Linked DNA regions of Mus musculus: all the other regions are linked to region 2. Evidence: chromatin contacts called from public Hi-C, HiChIP or PLAC-seq and promoter capture Hi-C data. All regions are on one chromosome and are shown on one strand. The core of a region is the stretch at or near the end of the contact, and the rest is flanking DNA. Distances in the headings are between cores, read along the strand shown. Region 1 has its middle 6.6 kb from the start of Gm46353. Region 2 holds the start of Pole2 (polymerase (DNA directed), epsilon 2 (p59 subunit)). Region 3 overlaps Gm31512 (a long non-coding RNA gene). Region 4 overlaps Sos2 (SOS Ras/Rho guanine nucleotide exchange factor 2). Region 5 overlaps L2hgdh (L-2-hydroxyglutarate dehydrogenase). Region 6 has its middle 13 kb from the start of Gm46353.

Region 1 (4,098 bases), core at 1,424-3,923, 330 kb before region 2:
TAAATCTTTTAAGTCTTAACTGTGTGGGAATGTGTTTCCTTTTTCTCAAGTAGAGTAGCTTTTAAGCATGTGGTATGTTCTGCATTCTTTACATATTTGGTACATTTATTATATTCATTTGTGTAATCATCATGACATCTTTAGGAAATAGATGCTAAAATCAATCCATTTCACAGATTAGAAACCCAAGACCAGAGAGTAGTTAGCCAAATAGCAGCATTAGGAGCAAGTTCCAGCCTCTGGAGTCAGGGCAACTTTGTTCTTACTCTTTTTCTCTTAAAATGTAAGACATCTAGGTTTTTTTAGTTCTCTTTCTTTCTTTCTTTCTTTCTTTCTTTCTTATTTATTTAGTGACAGGGCCTTAAGCTATAGCCTCAAGCTTACAATCTTCCCTTCTGTATCTCAGAGTCTTGGAACTATAGGCTTGAGCCAATAAGTTCGATTTCCTTTTTCATCTTAATTCAGATGCATTGCTGCCATTCCTGGTTTGAATAAATTAAATAGCAGAAAGAGTCATCAGAGATCAACAGTAGACTCAATAGCAAGTAGACACATGGAAAAGAGACACTAACCTGTACTTCCATTTGGATGAGCAAAGGCATCCATATTTTATATTCAGGGAAGATTAGAATCCATACATACACAGGTACTTTATTCTTACTCCTCCTCACCCTTGTTTTTTATTTCATGTGCCTCGAAACATATTCCATATTCAGTATTCTCACACAAAGATTTACCGAATTCTGCTGGACATGGTGGCACCTGCCTGACACCCCAACACTAGTGAGGCCAGTGCAGGGAGATTCAGAGGTTCAAGGCCAGTCCATGTAGTGAGACCATGATGATTAAAAAAAAAAATTAGTAGGGGGAGTTGAAGTTGGAAACTTAAGGGTTCTTTGGAAAGTCATTTGGATGGTGCTTTGCTGGGGCAAACACATGAAGAAACTGTTAGCTGAAGCAGACACAGGAGAGAGGATGCTCTGCTAAAGCAAGCACGTGAAAGGACACACGATGAAGGATTCTTCGCTAATGACACACATGTATTGGTCCATCTTACATTGCATAGTTGAGCTGCATATGTTGGGATTCCATAGAGAGAAAGGCACCAAGAATCTTCTGGTGGCGTGCTGCAGTTTCTTGCTGCTTCCTCGGACTCAAATTCACTGTCTGGATCTTTCAGAATCTAACCATCATCTAGTAAAGGGTATTTCAACCGGGACTAAATTTGTTTGTTGGCTTGTTTTGTTGTTATTTATAAGGGAATTGTCAGGGAATATTTGTACTTTAGATTTTTAATTCATCTGTGCAAAGGATGGTACAAGAGGCTGCACAGCCTCTCTCCAGGAGAATTCTGGATACTAGGTACTGGATCTTGCTACCTTCCTATCTGACCAGATCTTCACATAGCATATAGCTTTGCTGTGTGGTCTGACAGTGCCTTAGGGTTTTCATTGCTATGAAGAGGCACCATGGCAGTTCTTATAAAGGAAAGCATTTAATTGGGGCTGGTTTACAGTCTTAAAGGCTTAGTCCATCATCATCATCATGGGAAGCATACTAGCACACAGGCAGACATGGTGCTGGAGAGGACGCTGAGAGTCTGACATCTGGATCCACAGGCAGTAGAGAGAGTGACACTAGGCTTGGCTTGAGTACCTGAAACCTTAAACCCAGGGACACTTCTTCCAACAAGGCTGCACCTCCTAATCTTTCTAAGTAGTGCCACTCCCTGATGGCTAAGCATTCAAATCTATGACATATGTAGGCTGGGTTTTTTGTTGTTGTTGTTGTTTTGGTTTTTTGAGACAGGGTTTCTCTGTGTAGCCCTGGCTGTTCTGGAACTGACTCTGTAGACCAGGCTGGCCTTGAACTCAGAAATTCGCCTGCCTCTGCCTCCCAAGTGCTGGGATTAAAGGTGTGAGCCACCACTGCCCAGCTGGAGGCTGTTCTTATTCAAACCACCATTGACCGGGAAGTCAGAAGATAACAAATCTACTGAATGAATGTACAAACCAATTAAAATGTTTTAAACTGTGGTGAGAGGGAGTATGAAATCTGATTTCCTTGGGTTGACATGTTCATGACAGAGAAGGAGAAAATCATGTGACCTTTTCCTGCCGGGGCCTCGGAGATGGTCACCATGTAAGGCATTTTCTGTATTTATCAGCACCAGCTAGCACTCCAGCCCCTCGTGCCTGTGGAGGCCAGAAGAGGACATCAAATTCTCTGGAACGGGAGTTACAGATGGTTGTGAGCTGCCACGTAGGTGCTGGGAATTGAACCTCTAATCTTAACCATTGAGCTGTCTCTCCATGCTGTTTCAGATAAACAAGTAGAACTCAGCCTTACAAAAGCCACCTTCCCTCTAAATGCATCTCGGGGTGTGTGTTCTAGGCTCAGCATAAGCTAAAGCGACTTCTCCACCCAAGCCTTTTGAGATTTCAGCTGTTCCTCTGCTTCATGCATTTCACAGATTCCCACATAGGCTGGAGGGCTTAATTAGTGCTAAGTCATATAGTGGTGGAGAAACACTGCTGGCTGCAGACATAGCAGGAGAAAATTAAAGCTGTCAGCTGTGACAAGCTTTGCAGATTAGCCCTGAACTCACCATGATGTAAGTTCTGGCCTTGCCCTTTATTTCCAAGGACGGCACAAACTCAACCACATTATTAACTTGTCCACATGTGGTATGACTTTACTGTGTCCTTTCACAGCACATATTGGCAGTGGATGCCCGGCCTTGTTAAAACTCCTGCTTCCATGCTAGAAACTGAATCTCCTATTGAGTCAGACCCAGGTTACTCTATCAACAAAATGTGCCCAGCGGTCTACCCAAGCTTGGCTCTAAACTAGGCCCCATGGGAGAAATAAAGGAAACATGAAGTTGAACGCAAGCAAACTGGAACACAAAGAGTAGACAGGCTAGCTGGCAGGCTGAGGGAGCAGACCGTGGAGAAAACAGTAGGCCTGGATTCGTGGGGTGCTGGCATAAACAGATCAAAGGTCCTGATTGGTGTGGTATGCTGCAGAGTCCAGGCTGGATTCCTGCCTCCTCCAGCCTCCAGGACTTGAAGTTCCAGGAGTGTGGGCAGGTCACATAATTCCTGATCCTTGTCCCCTCCCCCACTAAGTCAAACAGCACAGAGATTCCCAGGCTTAAAAGAGCAAAAGGAGAGAGATTGCTCTGACAGAATTCTGTGAAGACAGTCTACACTGTGGGCTATATGGGACACACGGGATTTTAATGCGTGACATAAGACTGTTCTTAGAGCAGTGTGGCCCAGAGACGCTGAAAGACCCCCGATTTTCTGCTCGGTCTTCCAAGCCCATGGGCAGAGGCAGCTGACAATGGTGGAGCTGATGTTTAAGTCCTGATTCCTGAAGTGAAACTGTAAGCATGACCTTGTTTAGAAATTGAATCCTTAAGCTGGACAGTGGTGGCACACACCTTTGATCCCAGCACTTGGGAGGCAAAGGCAGGCAGATTTCTGAGTTCAAGGCCAGCCTGGTCTTGAAAGACCCCCCTGGTGGGCAGTCAATCAATCTGAGGAGACCCTCCCAAGGATCAGCGAGTCCACGATTCGGATGTAAACAGCAAGAGGCTTTATTGGGAACACGGGTACCCGGGCGACTCAGTCTATCGGAGGACTGGCGCGCCGAGTGTGGAGTTTTTACCCTTTTTATAGGGCTAGGGCTGGGGAGCAAAAAGCGCGGTTACAGAAGCGAGAAGCGAGCTGGTTGGTTAGTTCGAATAAGGTTTGGGGTACTTCCCGGTCATTTGGGGAAACTGAGGTGGGACTTTTTAGATCTAAACAATGTCTATTTTCAAGAAATGGGTAGGGGAGGGGTACAAGGAAAGAGTCTAATGAAGGTTCAGCAATGGGCACATATCTGGTCAGAACATTGGCAGACACACAGGTTCAAGGAGTGACCAGAGCACTGTGCACCTCTATTTTTCTAAATCAGTGAAGCTAGTTCTGCTAACACTGACGTCTATCGGGGCTTCTGTGTCTGTTGCTGGTTCCGCTTTATCTGAGAACCATCTGTTCTTGGCCCTGAGCCGGGGCCCAGGTGCTTGACCACCGATATCCTGTTCGG
Region 2 (3,763 bases), core at 509-3,008:
AAGCACTTTTACTTATGGAGTCATGGCAACAAATGGCAGAATCAGGAAGCTGAGAGCTCCTGTCTTCAAATGCAAGCACAAAGCAGAGAAAAAGAGCTGGAAGTGGGGTGATGCTATACAATCTCAAAGCCTACTGTCTGAGTTAGAGTTTTACCGCTGAGAACAGACACCATGACCTAGGCAACTCTTGTAAGGACAACATTTAATTGGAGCTGGCTTACAGGTTCAGAGGTTCAGTCCATTATCATCAAAGCAGGAGCATAGCAGTGTGCAAGCAGGCATGGGACAGGAGGAGCTGAGGGTTCTACATCTTGTTCTGAAAACAAATAGAAGACTGGCTTCCAGGGAGCTAAAAGGGTCTCATTGCCCACCCACACAGTGACACACTTCCTCCAACAAGGCCATACCTATAGTCCAACAAGGCCACACCTCCTAATAGTGCCCCTTCCTGGGCTAAGCATATTCAAGCCACCACAGCTGCTCCAGCACAACTGCACCACCTGAATCTCTCCAAACAGCGCCACCAACTGGGAACCAAGTGTTTACACACCAGAGCCTACGGGAGACATTTTTATTCAAACCACCACAGCTGGGATCTCTCTTTGTTGTCTAGTTTAACTTTTCAAAAGTTTTGAAATGCAAAATCAAGCAAATATACACATGCATTCTTTTTACTGTTTTCCTTTTCAGAAAGATCTTAAATATACGCCCCAGAGATAATTGCTTATACCGTTGTAGAAATCATTCAAGTTTTTGGCTTATTTGCCTCTCCCACTCCCACTAAGCCTCAGGTATCTTAGGCTTGCTTTGAACTTGCTGTGACATCAAAGATGGCCTTTGCCTCCTGAATCCTTGCACCTCCCCGTTCTGAGGCCTGGGATTATAGATCTGTGGTCTTATGCCCAGAGCTTTCTTGTGTCCTGTAAAGTTGCATGCTTATTTATAAACAGCCAATTGATTATTCATCTCAACAGCACAAGTATATGTGTGTGTGTGCGTTTGTGTGTGTGTGTGTGTGATGGATGGATGGATGGATTTTTATATAAGGTCTCACTGTGATTCACTGACTGGTCTGGAACTCATTCTCTAGAACAAGTTGCCCAGGTGTTTACAGAGATCCCCCTGCCTCTGCCTTCTGAGTTCTTGGATTAAAGGCATGTGCCATCACACTCAGCAAGAGGGAACATTTTAAGATGTGCTCTACTGAGTCTACTTGTAGGACTGAGAATAACGATTCAAGAGCAGCTCCACCGCACTGGCAATTCACCTCATACCAACCATTTATAATCTTGGGTTTGTTACTCCACCAGTAAAAAAAAAAAAAAAGAAGGTATGTCATGAAAAAAGTGGGACTGCTAAATGATGACAGCGGATCGTGGAGAGGCCCTCAACTAAAACTGGTCGGATGGGAGTGATCGAAAACGGTGAAAACACAGTATTTCCTGAGCATGTGTAGAACCGGGAAACAACGGCTCTACAACTCTCATAGCCCTGGAAGGGAAGACTCTGGGTGCAGGAAGCTTGGGTAGAGTCAGAGTAGAAGAGGGTAGCTGAGTGTCCGGGAAGCTGAGTGTTCAGAAAATGCTTTTGGGATAAAGGAAGCTTGTTCCCACTCTGACCACTCCTACTTCACTCCCTAGGCAGGGTCTGAGATTCCCAGAGGCCCTGCAGTTAGTAAGGCCAAAAAAATCCATTTCACCAGCCCAAGAATATAAGGGCGGGACAAGGGGTGTGTCTATTCCAGGAGGGGGCGGGGCGTCGGCGGTGGCGCCAAATCGCGAACATGGCGCCGGAGCGGCTGCGGAGCCGCACGGTCTCAGCTTTCAAGCTGCGGGGCTTGCTGCTCAGGAGGTGAGTCTCGAGGTAACCTGACCCGCCGCAATGCCCTATCTAGAACATTCTGTCATAAGAGGCGATGTCTCTCCGGTGCATTTGAGGCTGCAGAGCCTACCTGGGTTTCCGCGATCCTGGCGCCGGGTGCGAATGTTACTTCCAGGCTGGGCGGAGCTGCGCGCTGACGCCGAACTGAGCGGGGAAGTTGGGGGCGTGCTGGCTTCTGATCAACGGAGGTCCCCGCCTCTGCAGAATGGGAATCATTACAGTGTTACTTCTGGAAGTTACAGAGAGACGTGTCAGAGAAGGAGAGACATGGGTGAATCCATATGCGTGTCTGTTGGCGATTTATATTGTAGAGTATGAGTCTTCCAAACCCGTCTCTGTGTGGAATTTTCATTATTGCCTGGAGAAGTAAAATTTGGATAGATTTTAAACGTGTTTTTAGTTTGGCTTTTTTAGATTTCCTAGTTTACAATTTGCCCCCAAAGGAGGTTTTCCTGGCTGTAGTGTGTCTTTTCAGTCTTTAAAAATGAACATATCCAAGAAATCTCATATTACAATTTACATTTTATAATACACTTTCCGTTTAAGTACCTGCTGAGATCCGTATAGCTTTCTGAGTCAGAGTGTGAATGTTTTGTTTTCGTAACTGTGAACTTTATGAACCTTTTAGCTTTACGTTTTGCCCAGGAGTGTCCAAGGGTCAACCTGGGTCTACCCAGGGAGAAAGTGATGAATTTAATTTGGTTAATTCCTGACATTTGGAGAGAGGATTAATTGAGCAATAGCTTTTCCTTTCCTTTCCCTTAAAATGTACTATTATAAAGCTGTTGGAAGCTCATTAATTGATTCATTGAGATATACACTCAAGTCTTTTAGCCTCAAAGCACCGTGTGTGGAATTAAACGCCATGGGACTTTTCCTGTGGGAAGACAGTGTGTTATCTAGTGCTGTGTAGTAGATTACCCTCTGATTTAGAGACTCAATGGCACTCATGCCTGCATTCACTGTGGGCCAGCTATCCAGCACAACTTTAATCCCAGCACTCTGGAGGCAGAGGCAGGTGAATCTCTGTGAGTTCCAGGACAGCCAGGGCTATGCAGAGAAACTCTGTCTAGAAAATCAAACAAAAACTTAACTCAGAGTTTCGGCTTTGAGTCTCATACACTCCAGTCAGGACAGGGTCATCTCACATGTCCAGTGTACCCATCTCATTTAGATTTTTTTAAAAACGATTTATTTATTATTATATCTAAGTACACTGTAGTTGTCTTCAGACACACCAGAAGAGGGCATCAGATCTCATTGCGGATGGCTGTTAGCCACCATGTGGTTGCTGGGATTTGAACTCAGGACCTTCAGAAGAGCAGTCTGTGCTCTTAGCCACTGAGCCATCTCTCCAGCCCAATTTAGATTTTTTTTAAAAAGGTGTTTTACCAAGACCTGCTGCAGGGGTTTGTTGTTATTTTACCTGTTCACTTATTTTTTTAATGAACTGTTTCAAGCCTTGATACTTTAGAGGGCTACTTGAGGTTTTAGAGGGAGATATGAGTTTTCTGTTATGTTAGCTTTTTATAAAGCTTGAGTTGTATAAGATTTAAGTAAAAGTTTCCCCCTACCCCACCCTCCGCCCCCGAGAAATTCTTGGTCTCATCTTTTCTTTCTGTCACTAGTGAAGCCACCAAGTATCTGACTGAAGCTCTCCAGTCTGTCACTGAATTGGAGCTAGAGGAGAACCTAGGAAAGATCATCGATGCAGTTGAAAAGCAGCCCTGTAAGTAACATTTCCTGATGATGCTTAAATTGTTATAGCTTTGTGTCCTCTGATTTACATTTAAAAGGATACCGAGGCTCCATTATTAGCACAGTGCAGAGTTCCGAGAGTCGCACAGTAGTGTCTTTTCCCAAAGGGTTGGTTCAGTTGGGA
Region 3 (4,077 bases), core at 396-2,895, 270 kb before region 2:
CATGCCTATCCTTTAACACACACACACACACACACACACACACACACGAAACAAAAAGAAACAAATAAAATAAAACAGGTTTTTATTATTTAGCTTCCTCCACCTCCTAAGTATTGGGATCACAGATTTGTGCTAACACATCCAGTTGGTAATGGAGATTTGAGAGCCCACTGCATGGGACTGAGGTTTGGGTTAGAAAGTTTATGGACATTCTTTTGTTTAGAAACACACACACAATGATTGAAAGCATTGAGAAAGAGAGGTTTATTTTATCTTACATCATGAAGGGAAGTTAGAGCAGGAACTCAAGGCAGGAACTGATGCAGAAACCCTAGAGGAGTGCTGTATGTATACTGGCTTCCTTTCCCTGAATTTCTTCTCTCTCTCTCTCTCTCTCTCTCTCTCTCTCTCTCTCTCAGACAGAGTCTGTTTATATAGTCCTGGCTGTCCTGGAACTTGCTATGTAGAATATGCTGACCCCCTAAACTCACGGAGATCTGCCTGCCTCTGCCTCCTGAGCGCTGGGATTAGGCAAGTACCACCATGCCAGGCTTTCAGCTACCTTCCTTTCAGCCCAGGACCATCTGTCTAAGGGCAGTACTGCCCACAGTGGCCTGGGCCCTCCCAAATCAATCATGGTTCAAAGAAGAAGAAAAAAAAAAAAGTCCCATGAAGTTATCTGCAGGTCAATTTGGTGGAGTCAGGTTTTTCTTCCCAGATAGTTCTAGCTTTTGTCAAATTCACAAAAACAAACACGAGAGAGAGAGAGAGAGAGAGAGAGAGAGAGAGAGAGAGAGATTGCTCAGTGGGTAAAGTGCTTGCCTCCAAAGACCAGAACCCCTGTCAAGAGCCAGATGCAGTGGTGAAGCCCTGTCATCTACCCCAGCCACAGTGAGCAGGAGAAGAGCTGGGAAGGAGAAGCCTCAGGGACAGCCAGCCCAGAGTATGCAGCATGGCAGAAACAAGAGAGACCCTGCCTCTCGACAGGGCAGAAACTGAGACCAAATCCCCAAAAGTTGTCCTCTGATCTCCACACACAGGTGTGCACACACAAATTAAAAAAAATAAAAACCCCCAAGAACCGCCCTACACCATAACCAATACCAAGACCATTCCGTGAGAATGGATGCACACACCGCCCTTGAGGAGAGGAGGGAAAGGGAGGAGGGGACAAAATGTCCACATCACCCCACCAGGATGGAAACACCCAGGGCAAGCCAGACTGTCCACCTCAGCTGTCTGCATATCTAGCAAGGCAGGTAGGGCCAGGCTGGGGTCTCAGGAGGCCACATGGCCTGTGGAACTCATCAACTGTCCCTGAATTGCTGAATTTTTTAACGGAGTGGATCAAGTTCGATTAAATGAAAGCCAGAGACTTGTTCTCTGTGTCCAGAACTCATCCACAGGCAGCCGTTTCCTGGAGTCCTGCTTCAGACTCACCAAGTAGGTATTTCCTCCACCGTGAGGCAGCTAAACTGCTTGCCTGAGGTGGGTGCTGGAAGAGCCGGTGAGCTCAGGCACACCACACTGCTTCTCCAATGCTGCCTGGCTCTTCCTCGGAGAAAGCTCCTGACTCCAGCACAATTCTAGGCCGGCAGGAAATCACATGGATTGGTCATCCCTCCTCCCACCCCTCCCACACTGGTGAGTGTGTGTGTGTGTGTGTGTTTGGTAAGAGTTTGGCTACTGTCCTGGGAAGCTTTCCTGAAACAAGACCAGGGCTGTTTTTAACTAATATTGAGAGAAAAGTGTGACCTTGCGCTGAGAAAGACTTGCACTGGTTTGAAGAAAGCTACAGAGCAGGCACAATATTTGCATTTTCTCTTACTTGGAGAGGCCACCACGAAAGCAGCCACGCCCTGACCAGTCTTTCTGAGAGCCCTGGGTTGTGAAAGAGTGTATCTGGACGTTCCCTTGGCGGGGGCCCTCATACAGTCTCAGTGCGTATTGGTGTCTCGTGCCTCTTGACAGTGTGGCCTCCGAATGAGAAGCACAATCGTCCCCTTTGTTCCTGTTGGCAGAAACTGGCTTCTGGCTCTAACGTCTTCATTTCCTCTACATCTTTGTTTCCTTTAGGACACACACACACACACACACACACACACACACACACACACGCTCATGAACAGCTGGAGAAATGAGGTGCTTGGCTCACAAACAACAGACTCTGACAGAGCCGCCCATCCTCCCCAGCTGCACCAAATTAACTTGGCATGATTTTGCATACTTCGCAGTCATGCATTGCAGAGGGATGCTTCTCCGCTCCTGTTGCTGGCTCCTGACCTCAGAGACCAGGCAGCCCGCCCCCACCCCTCCTGGTTTGTTTATACCTGTCGGTCTTCTAAAAGGAAGGAAACAGCCTTATTCTTCTTGTATCTTTAAAATAGAAGCTCCCCAGAGGTTCCAGATCTGCACTTCAAAGGCAATAGAAAACCCTTACCCAGTTCAGCCAGCTTCAGGAAACTAGTGCTTTTAGTTACAGGTTTCCTGGAGCAGGGGACCTCATCTTGGGGTGTGCACACGAGTATCAGGGAGTCTGCAATTCTGTACCCACCAATGAATGAGTTTGTTTGAAAAACCAAACGGGATTGTGTTCTCCTGCATCCTTGTGGGATGCTGTTGTTCATGACTTGGGAGTGTTTGTACTCTACACAGGGTGAGGTGTGACTAACAAGGAGCACATGAGAAACCAGTACCTGGTGCCTGTTCAGCCCTTACTCCAAAAAGCATCATCAGGAACTGTCTCACCTGAAAAGCCAGAGTCCTGAAAAAGTCATTCTGTTCCCCGAAGTTTCAGAACAGCCAGAGGAACCTCCACTTGGAGGTGCATGGCTTGTACGGTTCGTCTGGTTAACATCCGCACCAGAGATGTTCTCGAAATGGTGTTCAGGAAGGAGCAAGGATAAGTTCAGAGTCCACAGCAGCTCTTCCCACAGCCTGGAAAAGTTTTCTCAGCCCCACGCATCTCTCCCCAGGCCTCAAGGGAAGCTTCCTTTAAGCTGATTGTTTGCCTGGGTTTTGTCTCCTGGAGCTGAGCCTTCCTGGAGGCCTCTGGTGAAAGCACTCATTCACTTTTTTCCCCTAGGAAAAATGCAAAACCAAGAAAGGAAATGCCTGTTTGTTTGTTTGTTTGTTTGTTTTGATTATTGTATAGTGAACTACTCTTAAACTCGGCAATTTAAAACATTGGGTGTCATCTCTCAGCTCTGCTGGTTAGAAACCTGGCTTGCCTTCTCTGGCGGCTCTGGCCTGTGGTCTCAGCTGAATCATTCATTCGCTGAGACTGAAGTTAGACCAAGACTGCTGGGGAAGGACCTGCCTGCAAACTCAGTCATGTGGTCGCTACAAGCTTAGTTCCTTTCTGGCGACTGCCCAGGGACACACAGCTCCTCGCGGCCCAGCCTCTTACTCTCTGCCTGCCTGTCTTCAAGACTTGGTGGCTCCATTCTCCCAGAGTGAGTGAGCCAAGAGAAACATGGAAACCAAGACAGCGGCTGCACTTCGGTCTCTCTCCCCTCCCCTCCCCTCCCCTCCCCTCCCCTCCCCTCCCCTCCCCTCCCCTCTTCTCAGCACCCTGTTCTAGATTATATAGAACAGAAGCCTACAGGGTGTGTCCAACCTTGAATTGCATGTTTTGAAAGCCAACAGTCATTTCAAGTATAAAGACTGAAGTACAAAGATTCTGCGTCTTATTTATACTCGAAAAGAAGCCATCTGCCAACATTCTGGGAAGCACAAACTGATAAATAATTATACTTGTGACTATATCAATTCATTCCAGAAACACCAGATACATGCATGTATCTACCATGCCAGTGTCTAGGGACCCCATCTTGCCTTTTCACAGGGACTCTTAGGATTTGAACTCAAGTCCTGCATGCATTGGGAGCACTCTTACTCACGGGAGCCACCTTCCTAGCCCCATAATCTATGTAATTTATAAAGAAAAAAATTGTTGTGCACACAGTTTGGAGGGCCGGACACTTCAAGGGATGCTGCCAGCATTTGGTCAGGGCCTCCGTGCTGCACTGTGACAGAGTGGAAGGGCAAGTGTGCCAACTCAATTTCTCCTCTTGG
Region 4 (4,106 bases), core at 174-2,673, 420 kb before region 2:
AGTACTAGAAACATGATATAAATAGTCCCTTCTGTGGTCTAGGAATCAGAACCAGGGCTCTGCATGTGCCTGACAGGCGCTTTGCCACTGAGCTCTGCCTTCGGTTTCTTTACATTTATCCATGCTATTTATTTGGGAATTGTTTTTACACACGCACACAGTGCACCTGTGGAAGCTGGTGACACCTCTCAGGCATCCTGTCTCCATCCACCAGGGATCAGGGGACCAGGCTTGGTAACACACATCTTTACTTGCTCAGGCATCTCCCTTGCTCTGCTTATTTGAGACACATTTCACTGAGTAGCCCAGCTTGGCCTTGAACTCACTGTATAGCTGAGACCACCCTTAAAATCCTTCTGATTTAGGCTCTAATATGCTACAACCATCAGCACGCACCATCAGCATGCACCATCAGCATGCACCATCAGCATGCACCATCAGCATGCACCATCAGCACGCACCATCACACTGGGCCTCAGGTTTTCAGTACATGAAGAAACTAGCTTATTGCTTTTTTTTTTTTAATGGAGGGCTCCCTTTCTTTCTTCTCCTTTTTGTTTTTAAGGATTATTTATGTATATGTATGTATATAAGTACACTGTAGCTGACTTCAGACATACCAGAAGAGGGCACCTGATCACTTTACAGATGGTTGTGAGCCACCATGTGGGTGCTGGGAGTTGAACTCAGGACCTCTGGAAGAACAGTCAGTGTTCCTAACCACTGAGCCATCTCTCCAGCCCCAGTTATTGCTTTTTGTTTTAAAGCCATTGTCTCAGTATGCATCCCCAGCAGGCCTGAAACTTGTTTCGTAGGCCAGGCTGATCTTGAATTCATAGAAGTTCCCCTGCCTTTGCCTCCCAGTTATTGGGCTTGAAGGGGTGTATATTCATGCCATGCAGTATATTAGTAACTTTTGTAATTCCTGATGCTGGAAGACAGAAAATTACTGGTTTTGCAGAATCTGGAATTTCTAGAGTTGAGCATCATGGCAGGGAGGAGAGTTCTCCGTTTCCATCAGGAGGCTTTGTATACAGGAGGGTTGAGGTGTCGGGATCTATCCAATCAGTTGGTGAAAGGTAGTTTTAAGTAATGTTTATTTTATTCAGTTATTTCCCTTTCCTGCTTTTTAATGACAGGGTATCACTATATAACTCAGGCTGCCTAGTCTGGTGTCAGTCATGAGCTCCTCCTGCCTCTGGAGGGCTGGGATTTCTAGACATGAGCCATTACACATGCCCGAGTCTTTTATTTTTACAAAGGGAACACACAGAGCTGTTTCTGGAGTTTTAAGTATTAGTAACTTTGAAGACCATGCTTTGCTATCTTAAGACAGTTTGGTAGGACCTGGGCACCGCTCAGAACAAAGCTCCTGCCCTCTGATTACTCTGTTGCCGTTCTTCTGATTACAGAGTCATCCTTCCTGTTCCTAAGGGCTGCTTGAGGAACAGGCAGTCTTCCGTTCCTCCTTCCTCTTCCTTCCCTTGCTCTTTGTCCTCCTCCTATTTCTCATCTTCTGAGCACCGTTGGAAGAGCTTGGTCCTGAACAAGGGAAGCACAGCACTGGGGAAGATAGCAGAAGCCCCCATGTTAAGGGTGTGTGTGCTAGTGGGAGATGGAATGTCGCAGACAAGGAACTCAGGACAGTGTGACGTAAACAGTGTACCAGTGGATCCAGGGTACAGAGGCAGTAATCAGCACCTGGCCCAGTACACACTGGGGGTTGTCAGCCTTGGCTGCACGTGAGACTCACTAGGAAGTTTTAGAGAACACTGGTGTTTGCAGAGCTTTAAATAGCCTGAGTTAGACTCCCAAGCTGCAGTATTATTTGGAAAAACTATTTTTTTAACTGTAGTTGAGATCTATTACTCTGTAATTTAAAAACTGAGTTTTTCCACTTTCATTTCATTGTAGAAATTTGTCATTTTTATATTGACTTCTAAGATCAAGCTTACATACTTTTTATTACTTTGAAAGTGACTTAAGCTGATAGAAAAGGTAGAAGAATAGTATGAAGTACCCCATCGCATTCTGAGTGATTTTGAGAGTAAAGTACAGCTGACAGGAACAGTCCCTGAGGGATGGTAGTGACTGACTACCACATGGCCGCTCCTTGATGTTACCTGCCCTCAGTGACAGTTTGAGTTTAACTTTTTCCGTCCGTTGTCACCCTGCTTACTCCAGGTGGCAGACATCTGAATTCCTTAGGACTTTTCTAACTGAGATACTCTTTGGTTTTGATTTCTTCAACTCATGCTATAGATTTAAACATTTATCAGCATAACTCAAATTTAACCACAGAAATTTTCATATTGTTTCTAAAGTTATCACAATCAAGATACTTTAAAAAATCAAATTCTCGAATTCATTTTAGTTATCCTATCCAGCTTTTGAAAGTATAGATAAGTTTGAGAAACTTAAATTGCCCAATAAAAATATCTAAAAAGATTAAGATTTTGTTTGTTTGGTTGGTTTTGGTTTTTCGAGACAGGGTTTCTCTGTGTAGCCCTGGCTGTTCCTGGAACTCACTTTGTAGACCAGGCTGGCCTCGAACTCAGAGATCCGCCTGCCTCTGCCTCCCAAGTGCTGGGATTAAAGGCATGAGCCACCATTGTCTGGCTAAAGAATAGGATTTTAAACAAATTAAAGACTTCCATCTAGGTTTAAAACATACCACTTTTCTTGTTTTACCTTGTGTCCACTTCAAGAGCAGGATGTACTTAAAGAGCCAGCCAAAAACTGGGTATGATGGTGCACACCTGTAATATGAGCACTCAGGGGCCATAGACAGGAGGATTGCTGCAAGTAAGGACAACCTATTGTCCACAGCCAGGTCTCAGCTAACTTCAGGCTGAGTGTTAGTACTCTGTTTCAGAATGATAAAACAGCAGCAACCCCGAGAACCCACAAAAGGGAGGTGGTAGCTGTTGCAGGCTCACTTGCAACTGCTCATTTCTACTCTGGTAGCAAAAATAGCTATAAACAAATGAGCATGGGCTGTGTGCCAGTAAACTTCATGAAAATAGAGAGTGGGCAGGATTTGGCATGTATACTGTAGTTTGCTGATCCCGGTTTCAGACTTCCTTTTCACAGTCTCTTGTTTGTCACAAGAGACAGTCATGTGCTTAGCTAAACATGCAAATAACTGTATTTGTGATTCTGGTGATGGGAATGAGTTAATGAGAGTATTTGACACGGAATGATCTATAAATCTAAATGGGTTCCAAGAGCTCATAGACCATATGTTTAATAACCATTCGAGAAATCCGTTGATTTCTAAAGATGTTTAATTTTCTAGACAAAAAAAAGAGAACATATTTTTTACATTTAAAAATAAAAGTCGTATTTGACTGTTACAAAGTGTTCTGCACATCAGATTACTGAGAACAATCCCATCTCAGTAGTAACGGTCACTACTGAGGAAAGGGTTTATACCCTGAGAGCGGAACGTATGCTAAGGGAGATTGCTGCTTCCCATGGGAGAGAGGGAGGGTGCTTCTCTGGGGAAGTTTAACTTGTTAGCCTAATGGTAGGAATTGGGTTATCTGTCTTTTCCTTGCATGGTAATATTGTGTCTGTTTCAGTGCCCCCCTCCTCCCTCCCTCCCTCTCTCTCTATCATCCATCCATCCATCCATCCATCCATCCATCCATCCATCCATCCATCCATCACTTGTTTGTTTGTAATACTAGGAATTGAGCCAGCACACACTAAGCAAGCTCTGCAGCAGAGTCACATCGCTAGTCCTTTTTCTTTTATTTTGATAGAAGGTTTAACTGAAATTCCCAAGATAGCTTCATGTTTGTCTTGGAAATCGCTGAGTTGTAGGATTGTTGTCATGCCCAGCTTGACTTTGCTTATTTGTTCTTGTTTTGAACATGACTTCAGAAATGCTTTGTGTTGTGCAGGATTGTTTGTTTATTTGGGTTTTTTTGTTTTTTGTTTTGTTTTGTTTTGTTTTGTTTTGTTTTGAGACAGGGTTTCTTTCCTGGCTATTCTGGAACTCACTTCATAGTTCTGGTTGGCCTAGAACTCAGACATCTGCCTGCATGCCTTCCAAGTGCTGGGATCAAAGGCATGCGCCTTCATTGCTTAGCTATTGTGCT
Region 5 (4,096 bases), core at 1,116-3,615, 470 kb before region 2:
TTTGAAACAGGGGTCTCTCTTTGTAGGACTAGCCAGGCTGGAGCTTCCTATGTGACCAGGTCCTCCTGCCTCTGCCTCTCAAATGCTGGATTAAAGGCATGCAGTTCTATGCCCTGTCCTAAGAGGTTCAACTTGCACTTCTCTGATGATTCTGGGGTCAAGCTCCTTTCTCATTACCCGTTGGTAATGTATGCATGTGTTTGAAAGGAGTGACTATTCAGGTCCTTTCCCCAGTTTTGTTTGTCTTGTTCTAGGTTTTCTCTGTGTTGCCCTGGCTGTCCTGGAACTAGCTCTGTAGACCAGGCTGGCCTTGAACTCATAACGATCCACCTGCCCCTGCTTCTCAAGTGCTGGGATTAAAGGTGCACGCATGCCTCTACTGCCCAGTTGAAATCGGATCCCTTACTTTCTGGCCGTTGAGTTCTTGAGTTCCTTTTATGTATTCGGGATTGACCCTTGTCGGGTGGATGGCTTGCTCTAGCTTTGCCTTTGCTGTGCAGGAACCTTGAGTCTGGTGTAGTCCACTTGTTCGTTTTTGCTTCTTTTACTCGTGTCTGTGGTGACCCTTCTACAAAAACCGTCACCAGTGCCAGTACCAGGGAGCACCTTCCATATTCTGTAGTCACAGGTTTTACATTTAAATCTTGACTCCATTTCAAAAAATTTCTTTGATTGTCTGAGATAAGATCTTGCTTGCTAAGTGGCCCTAACTGGTCTGGGGTTTGGGGTGTGTTGTAATTCAAGCTGGCCTTGAACTCCCTTCTGTTTCAGCCACTCAAGTTCTGGTATTGTAGGGATTTACCACTATGTGTAGCTTCAAATTCATTTTTGTACGTTTTATAAAAGAGGGTCCAGTTTTGCTGATAGTTACATTGAATTTGCTCTTTCAGAAAAAAAAAATATGTATTTATCCTTATTTTTTAGCATCTGTTTTCTCCCCTTTGACCTATTTATTCCTTTATACAAGCATATGTGCGTGTGCATGTGTGTGTGGGTAGCCTAGGTTAGCCAGGGCTATACAGTAAGAATGCCTGCCACCCCCAGTCCCTGGAAAAGTATCTCAGCATATATGGACTATATAATGGGATTCAGTGTGTTGTTTCCATACGTGCATATAGTTTGTTGATTAAACCCAAACTTCCTTTACCCATCTTCTATATTGCAACCTCTGTTAATTCCTCATTCAGTTGTAGTGTTTTGGGTTTTTCTTTTTTTTTTTTTTTTTTTTGGTGGTGCACACACACACTTTATTTATTTATTTATTACATGTAAGTACACTGTAGCTGTCTTCAGACGCACCAGAAGAGGGCATCAGATCTCATTATGGGTGGTTGTGAGCCACCATGTGGTTGCTGGGATTTGAACTTCAGACCTTCGGAAGAGCAGTCAGGTACTCTTACCCACTTAGCCATCTCACCAGCCCCCGTGTTTTGGGTTTTAAGGTTTCACCCACAGACAAGGGCTGCCACATTTTCTTTCTCATGTTTAGAAACTAACCATGCGTCTTTATTTTGTTCCAGGGAAAGGAGATTCGGTGTCGATATGTTGTCACATGTGCTGGTCTTTACTCTGACCGTATTTCAGAGTTGAGTGGCTGCAATCCTGACCCTCAAATTGTCCCATTCCGGGGAGATTACCTGGTCTTAAAGCCAGAAAAGGGCTACCTTGTAAAAGGAAATATTTATCCGGTAAGTAATGATCCTTCTGTCTTCTCACTATCAAGTTAGTCGGAGCCACAAAGGAAATGAAAATAAAAAATGTTTACCTGCTTTAGAAAGGGTTTCAGGGCTGTGTGCGTCATAATATCATCTGCCTGCTGTGGGTCTGTTCCCAAAGCCGCCTTCTGCTCTGTGGGTCACATGTCTCTGAAAGCACGAGTACACCCTGGAGTACAAGAACCAGCTCCTCCCTCCCCTGTGGGAGAGCAGCAGGAATACTGATGCCTTCAGTGCACTGGGAACAGGGGGCTATGGCTGCTCCAGTTCCAGGAGGTAAAAGTTGGGGGTGTGTATATGGAGCGCGCGCTCTCCTGCCTGCGGTTACCCTGCTGATGAGCCAGTCCCTGGGAGAATGGGAGGCTCCACTGGTGACTGACTTGTCTGCTGCTGCTCACTTCCCCGAGGCCTAGGCTGGAGATGTGTACATTTCTTCCCGGCAGCCATGAATTGCCTGCCAGTCACAGACCTCTCTTATAGGAGAAAGAGCCAAGATTATGACAGTTCATCTTTTCTCCCTTTCCCAGAAAGATGGATAAGTGGAACAATATATATTAATGTCACTAGCATTTAAAAACAGGATGTGTGTTAATAGAGAATCCTCCCTGAATACAGCTCGTGACGCGTTCAAATGTGTGGGAGGAGCTCTCTTACGTCACCAGTTAGATGCTTGTGTGCGCAGTACACGGGAACGTGAACTGTGCTAACCGTTCATCGTTGTGTTGAGTCTGCAGGTCCCAGACAGCCGGTTTCCTTTCCTTGGAGTTCACTTTACGCCCAGGTTGGATGGCACTATTTGGCTAGGGCCTAATGCAGTGCTTGCCTTTAAACGGGAAGGTTACAGACCCTTTGACTTCGATGCCAGAGATGTTATGGAAGTAATTCTCAAAAGGTAATAATGTCTGTCACCTTTAAGAAGATTTTATGTACTTGGTTTTTTTTTTAACTCCAGAAGTTTTTGATATTCTGATAGACTAAACCTTCATTTATGTGACTGTTATTGTTTATTATTCCCAATTAAGATCTTTCTGTAATAAGCATAAACTTGATTATTTGGTTTTGATGCTAAGGATTGAAGGCAGAACCTTGTACATACCAGCAAGAGGGTTTTTCCAAGTGTAATGCTTTACTGCCTCACAAAAGATTTTGATGAACCAGGGTAATAACGTCTTAGCTAAAAGGAAAGTAAGGCCAAAGTCATTCATAAATAAAAGTAGTTTCTTGTCCTAGGCAGTGGAGGCACACACCTTTAATCCCAGCACTTGGGAGGCAGAGGCAGACAGATTTCTGAGTTCAAGGCCAGCCTGGTCTACAAAGTGAGTTCCAGGACAGTCAGGGTTACACAGAGAAACCCTGTATCAAAAAACAAAAATAAAATAAAATAAAATCTGGTAGTTCATATCTTAAATGTTACTAAAAGACCAGAAACAACTTTGAAAAGACCATTTCAAGCTAGTCACCATTGTTTTGTAAGCTGTTAGATAAAATTTACTAATGAAATGGCACATACACTTGTGTGTGTGTGTGTGTGTGTGTGTGTGTGTGTGTGTGTATCTAAGGTTGATACCATATAGACTTATGACACTGTTCTAAGAAATAGCCTTATATTTGGGTTTTCCTGTGTGCATGCACATGTGTGTGGGTGTGCCACATGCATGTGTATGTGTAGGCCATAGTTTGATGTCAAGTGTGTTGTGCTTTATAAATGGCGGTATAATGCAGTGGGAGGGAGCATCTCAGTGGGCCTGGCCAGGGTGCTGCCCTGAGGAGTCACTGCCATACCATAGTTCAGTACAAAGGGAAGGTTATTGGAGGAAGGGAAAGGGCCTGGTTAAAAGGGGGTGGGGGGAGACAGAGACAGGAAGAGTGGGGTTTGGCTTGTACCTGGCAGGTTGGGCAAGGCCTAGGGGAGTTGCCAACCAGGTGAGGCCTAGGGGAGTTGCCAACCAGGTGTCTTCCTCAGTCATTATCCTCCTTATTTTGTTTTGGAGACACACTCAACTAGGAGCTCATTGATTCATCTAGACCAGCTGGCCAGCAAGCCCCAGGGGGCTATTTCTCCTTCACCTTCTTGAGTATGCTTGGCAAACACATAGTTACCAAATGCGCTTTCTCCCAGCCCGCTGGTCTGTTTAGCAGTCTTTCTCTTCAGAAGAGTTTATATACAACCAGTGGAAAGCATTTTAAATTATGTATGGGCTTTACCCTCTGCAGGCTCTTAACAGAGGATTAGGTTGACCTTCTTAGCATGTGTACAGAATCTCACTTAAGAACTACTACTAGAATATTGTGCCTCTGCCAGACTAAACTAGGGTAAGTGTCGCACTGTTTTAAAGACGCCTCTTTAGTGTATTGAAAGCATTAGAAAGCCTGAACACTAG
Region 6 (3,983 bases), core at 197-2,696, 310 kb before region 2:
GACAGCTGCTACTGAGTTTTGCAGGTTGATCCTGCGTCTGACACAGTTGCTGAACCTTGGCAGCTCTCACTTGTTTGAAACATCCTTCTTCTCCGTTGATGAATGTTTTGTCTTTATGCGCTGTAAGTATGGCCCTCCCCCCAGCCTCTGTTGTGGTTGGTGGTGGGAGCTCAGGGAAGTGTGACTCATTGGGAGGTGGAAAATCTCTAGGCCTCTGGATGCTGAGATATGGGTTCCATGTGGCTTTTGGAGACTTACTGTCAGGCCAGCAAATGCAGAGATGGAGAAAAAGGGGGTGTAAAGGCCTGTGAACGGAAAGAGGCAGAGAAACAGAGAGAGGAAGAAGCCAGAAGAAAGAGAACGGAATAGGAGGCTTGGTCAGTGGTCAGCCTGGGGACTTGAGAGGCAGCAGATGGTAAAAGAGCCTGAGATTCCAGAGAATGGACCAGACCACCCCGGTCCAGGAATGCCATCCAAAGAAGTCCTTGGGCCATTGCACCTCTAGTGTAAGACATGGAGGAACCCTGGCACACGACACCATCTTGGGTTCTGACTGTTGCACACCCAGAGCTAAGAGAGGCCCAGCTCCATCAGAAACCACCACACTATTGGGACTGTGACCCAAAATGTCTCAAGCCAAGGAACATCTCCAAATCTAAACCTTCTTTGCTTCAGAGCCTCAGAAGTCAGGGCTAAGCCAGTACCGGCTCCCAAGAAAAGTTGGTTGAGAGCCTTAGCCCACCTATTGGTCATCTTGCTTTATGAGAAACTACAGCTACGAAGTAAGCTGGCTCTGGTTGGGAAGACTCCATGCCCCCCATGAAGAACAACAAATGGGGCTACCTCTGCCCTGTAGTGTCTGGGGACACTGGGGACAGGAGTTAGTTTACTAGCCCTGATGAGAGAGCCTGATTTCAGAGGCTAGCTTAGTGGCTGTGAAATGGGGAAGTGAACAGGGCTTTGTTCTCTCTTGTGGCTCTGCCCAGGGTTGAAACAGGAGCAAAACATTTGGCTGAGCTTTGCTGGATTCAGCTCATTCCCTCTTCTCCCCTCCTTTGCCTCTTAATTGTTTTTAACAATTTCTGCACATAGGCAATGGAGCCTGGAACCTTCTGGGAGAACCTGCCCTTTTTATGCAGACAGGGACGAGCAGAGACGCTTGGGCAGGTCTGTTCTTGCTGCAGGAAGCAAAAGATGCCTTCAGACCATACTCTGTGCCAGGGCCTGGGGGTCTCCCAAGAAGCTGGGCCTCACAGTGTCTGTAAGAAGCCCTTGAAGAGGCCAGACCCTCCTCGGGAATATGTAAGAGCCGGGTGTGGCTGGCCAGTGGAAAGATTAGAGAGCTACCCAGTCCAGTTAAGTCCCTTGAGCTTGTCAAGTGGAGACCGGACCCAGATTCCCCCAAAGCCAGCGGTTGAGAGAGAGCCTCCTGTGAGCCTGTTTCCTGTTATGACCTGTCTCTACACGCCGCGGAGTAACTGCGAAACAACTGCAGTGACTAAGCTTTATAAATAGGACATTGAGAGTTAAAAAGTACAGGAAATTCCCAGAGTCTCCCGTGGAGTCTTATTTTAGATGTGCAGCTCATAGAGAAGCCAGGGTCTCTCATTCCGCACCCGCAGCGCCTCTGCCCTGCCTGATCGGAGGGGAACTGGAGTGGAGGGGTCTTTCTGGGTCCCTGCTCAGGGACCCGCCCAGCACTTCTCTCTTGCCTTACTAACTTTCTCTTACTGGCTCCCAGGAAGGAAGCACGTTTGTAATTAGCACTTTGTGGATTCACACCCATGCCTGACTCACTCCTGATCAAGAGATTAATCACACACTCAGTTCCCGCTGAACGCGAAATGAGCATGTAACCCGACCATGAGAGATAAAGCGAGCCCTCTGAGTGGGAGCAAGGTGCCCTGGACTTTTGGTCATCTTTCCTCTCCTCCATCATTGGTGACATTTTTTTTTTGGTGGAAAATCCAGTTTGGGATTAGTTGCTCAGTGGTTCCTGCTGCCGCAGGGGTTGGCTGTAGCAGGGACAGAAAGAGCTAGTGGCAGCAAGGAGTTGCAGGCTCTGAAGCTGAAGGGCTCAGCTACTCGGGTTTCAGATCGAAAGGCTGTTCAAATATTTGCCCAACAACTCCCAGTGTGCTTTGGAACAAGCCACAGGAGGAGCCCTCGCTGAGTCACGGGAAGTGCAGGCATTCTACAGAAATGTGGATGCAGGCAGGTTTACTAACTCTGGCTTCTCCGCATTGCATTCATAATTAGCCAGGCTGTCTCTCACCAGTGGCCTGGTGACACCGGAGGACTCTGCTGCTAGGCAGCTCAATGTGGTGGCACCTTCTACAGTTTTTGCCAGGAACCTTGGGAGGCACACTCGGTCTTCCTCCAGTAGCTGAGTCTGCCCACGGTTTTCTGACCGGCAGAATTGTATCCTCGGCGACCAGTGTCAGCGACCAGTGTGATCTTTCTTCTACAATTATGTCCCCAAAGATTCTAAATTCACCAAGTTCAAAACAAACACCCACACTGGCTGGGTTGCCTTTCCCATCAATGAATGGCCTCACCTCCTCCTACTCGCTCTGTTTGAAAACGGTGCATCCACGAATCTGCAGCTCCTGACCACCTGGCCCTCCCTGGCTAAAACTGCCTCTCCCTGCTGTTGTCCTGGGTTACAGGAGGCTCCCAAATCCCTCTTTACCTTCTGAAAGGCATAGTTATACCATAGCTTGACCTCCACCCCCCATCCCTTTCTGATTCTAGGGTAAACACAGGACCTCATTTGAGTTCATCAGAGCCCTTCCCTGGGATTTTGTTTTCCAAGTGCCAGCAGGGTTAGGCACTCCTATCTTCTATAAATGCCAGCTGGAAGACTAGAAATTCAGGGTAGCTTTGGCCAAGTACCACGTGCTGTGTAGAAAAATCACTTGCAGCAGAGAGGGAGGTCGTGCTGAGATCGCTGCATGCATCTCATTGTGTTATCGTTGTACCACGTGGCACAACCTGCATTTATTTTTCCTCATGATTAAAATCATAACAAATTGTGTGTGTATAACACACACACACACACACACAGAGTCTCTCATTATATCCCAGGTTAGTTTTGAACTTGGGTTCCTGCTGCCCAAGGAACTGTTTTCACTTCTCAAGTACAGGGATTACAGGAGTCTCCCTGCTGTGCATAAATGACAGGGTCCTTTCATACTGGACACTAAACAAGCCAGCGTTTGCTCCAGGAGACACAGTCTCCATGTTCCATAGATACTCTCAGGACGAGAACCCATTATAAAAGCACATGGGCTTTTTGCTCATAAGACCCCACTGGTGTGAGACCCATGGAGACCCATGTCCTAAGGGACACTATTAAGTTATCCGCCCACATCACAATCTCACTGTGGGGGTTGCCCTGCTGTGGCTAGTTGACTGCAGTCCCTTCACCTTTGGTGGTAGACCCCACCCCCACCCCCATTGATGAATATGTGCTTCTCAGGTGCAGACAGGTCCGAATTTCTGTCTTCCCACATAGTGAGGTGTGCCTGTGTGATTCAGTTCAGAGTTCGGGGTTTCCTTGTGTGCAGCTTCAAGGGCAGGGTGGGGTAGGGTAGGGGTTTGGGGTAAGGGGAATTGTGCCTCTTCCTTCTTTCCTCTTCCTCCTCCTCCTGGCTTCTCATCTCATCTGCTGCCTTGCTCTCTGCAGTAGATAATGCCATCTAACACTATCTTGCTCTGTCTGTTGCTTGCCTTCTGTCTTAGGGTTTTACTGCTGTGAAGAGACACCGTGACCAAGGCAGCTCTTACAAGGACAACACTTAGTTGGAGCTGGCTTATAGGTTCAGAGGTTCAGTCCAATATCATCAAGGTGGGAGCATAGCAGCATCCAGGTAGGCATGGTGAAGGCAGAGCTGAGAGTTCTACATCTTCAACTGAAGGCCGCTAGGAGAAGATTGGCTTCTGGGCAGCTAGGATGAGGGTCTTAAAGTCCATGCTCACAG

The links. Promoter capture Hi-C pulls out the DNA fragments that hold promoters and counts their contacts. Hi-C and Micro-C count contacts between places; a contact is called where the count stands out from the background. HiChIP or PLAC-seq counts read pairs in DNA pulled down with a chosen protein or histone mark.
Region 1: a contact with region 2 is called in a promoter capture Hi-C map of pre-B cells. The contact joins the enhancer-like site here to the promoter of Pole2 in region 2. A contact is called at or near these places in 9 of 39 promoter capture datasets (the C10 cell line, the HPC-7 cell line, cranial neural crest and 6 more) and 4 of 115 datasets of contacts at active chromatin or transcription factors (embryonic stem cells, fetal liver and large pre-B cells).
Region 3: a promoter capture Hi-C map of neutrophils shows a contact between it and region 2, with 2.6 times the contacts expected there. The contact joins the enhancer-like site here to the promoter of Pole2 in region 2. A contact is called at or near these places in 4 of 39 promoter capture datasets (the C10 cell line, cranial neural crest, liver and 1 more), 1 of 115 datasets of contacts at active chromatin or transcription factors (memory CD8 T cells) and 2 of 9 other capture datasets (adipose tissue and liver).
Region 4: a contact with region 2 is called in a Hi-C map of bone marrow-derived macrophages, with 19 read pairs. The contact joins the enhancer-like site here to the promoter of Pole2 in region 2. A contact is called at or near these places in 8 of 39 promoter capture datasets (the C10 cell line, the HPC-7 cell line, cranial neural crest and 4 more), 1 of 15 datasets of contacts at CTCF or cohesin (large pre-B cells), 2 of 484 Hi-C or Micro-C datasets (bone marrow-derived macrophages and nephron progenitors), 3 of 115 datasets of contacts at active chromatin or transcription factors (T-cell acute lymphoblastic leukemia, astrocytes and bone marrow-derived macrophages) and 3 of 9 other capture datasets (adipose tissue, liver and macrophages).
Region 5: a contact with region 2 is called in an H3K27ac HiChIP or PLAC-seq map of embryonic stem cells, with 2.5 times the contacts expected there. The contact joins the enhancer-like site here to the promoter of Pole2 in region 2. A contact is called at or near these places in 11 of 39 promoter capture datasets (the 3T3-L1 cell line, the C10 cell line, the HPC-7 cell line and 7 more), 2 of 15 datasets of contacts at CTCF or cohesin (large pre-B cells and pro-B cells), 34 of 484 Hi-C or Micro-C datasets (B cells, the Ba/F3 cell line, the C2C12 cell line and 22 more), 18 of 115 datasets of contacts at active chromatin or transcription factors (the 230-238 cell line, the HPC-7 cell line, the NIH/3T3 cell line and 6 more) and 4 of 9 other capture datasets (adipose tissue, embryonic stem cells, liver and 1 more).
Region 6: an H3K27ac HiChIP or PLAC-seq map of microglia shows a contact between it and region 2, with 5 times the contacts expected there. The contact joins the enhancer-like site here to the promoter of Pole2 in region 2. A contact is called at or near these places in 6 of 115 datasets of contacts at active chromatin or transcription factors (bone marrow-derived macrophages, effector CD8 T cells, embryonic stem cells and 3 more).

The regions. Positions count from the first base shown.
Region 1 is chr12:69,555,261-69,559,358 of GRCm38.p6, reverse strand. No RefSeq gene overlaps it. Among named protein-coding and RNA genes, the nearest start is that of Gm46353, 6.6 kb to the right of the region's middle. Within about 2 kb of position 2,673, at least 65 of the 459 cell types and tissues checked have an H3K27ac peak or open chromatin away from gene starts, as enhancers often do. A contact at or near this core is called in pre-B cells, where this site is marked.
Region 2 is chr12:69,226,185-69,229,947 of GRCm38.p6, reverse strand. Pole2 (polymerase (DNA directed), epsilon 2 (p59 subunit)) reads left to right here and starts at 1,758. Exons shown (of 19, transcript NM_011133.2): 1 at 1,758-1,851; 2 at 3,510-3,610. The coding sequence starts at 1,784. It also overlaps a transcript of Klhdc1 not described here.
Region 3 is chr12:69,500,044-69,504,120 of GRCm38.p6, reverse strand. It overlaps Gm31512 (a long non-coding RNA gene), which reads right to left. Exons shown (of 3, transcript XR_381638.4): 2 at 2,749-3,081. Among named protein-coding and RNA genes, the nearest start is that of Gm31512, 4.8 kb to the right of the region's middle. Within about 2 kb of position 1,645, at least 321 of the 459 cell types and tissues checked have an H3K27ac peak or open chromatin away from gene starts, as enhancers often do. A contact at or near this core is called in adipose tissue, liver, memory CD8 T cells and 1 more, where this site is marked.
Region 4 is chr12:69,644,003-69,648,108 of GRCm38.p6, reverse strand. All of the region lies in intron 4 of Sos2 (SOS Ras/Rho guanine nucleotide exchange factor 2), which reads left to right. Among named protein-coding and RNA genes, the nearest start is that of Gm31679, 21 kb to the right of the region's middle. Within about 2 kb of position 1,423, at least 28 of the 459 cell types and tissues checked have an H3K27ac peak or open chromatin away from gene starts, as enhancers often do. A contact at or near this core is called in bone marrow-derived macrophages, where this site is marked.
Region 5 is chr12:69,699,795-69,703,890 of GRCm38.p6, reverse strand. It overlaps L2hgdh (L-2-hydroxyglutarate dehydrogenase), which reads left to right. Exons shown (of 10, transcript NM_145443.2): 7 at 1,521-1,688; 8 at 2,450-2,607. Among named protein-coding and RNA genes, the nearest start is that of Sos2, 20 kb to the right of the region's middle. Within about 2 kb of position 2,365, at least 7 of the 459 cell types and tissues checked have an H3K27ac peak or open chromatin away from gene starts, as enhancers often do. A contact at or near this core is called in embryonic stem cells, where this site is marked.
Region 6 is chr12:69,535,689-69,539,671 of GRCm38.p6, reverse strand. No RefSeq gene overlaps it. Among named protein-coding and RNA genes, the nearest start is that of Gm46353, 13 kb to the left of the region's middle. Within about 2 kb of position 1,446, at least 346 of the 459 cell types and tissues checked have an H3K27ac peak or open chromatin away from gene starts, as enhancers often do. A contact at or near this core is called in bone marrow-derived macrophages, effector CD8 T cells, memory CD8 T cells and 2 more, where this site is marked.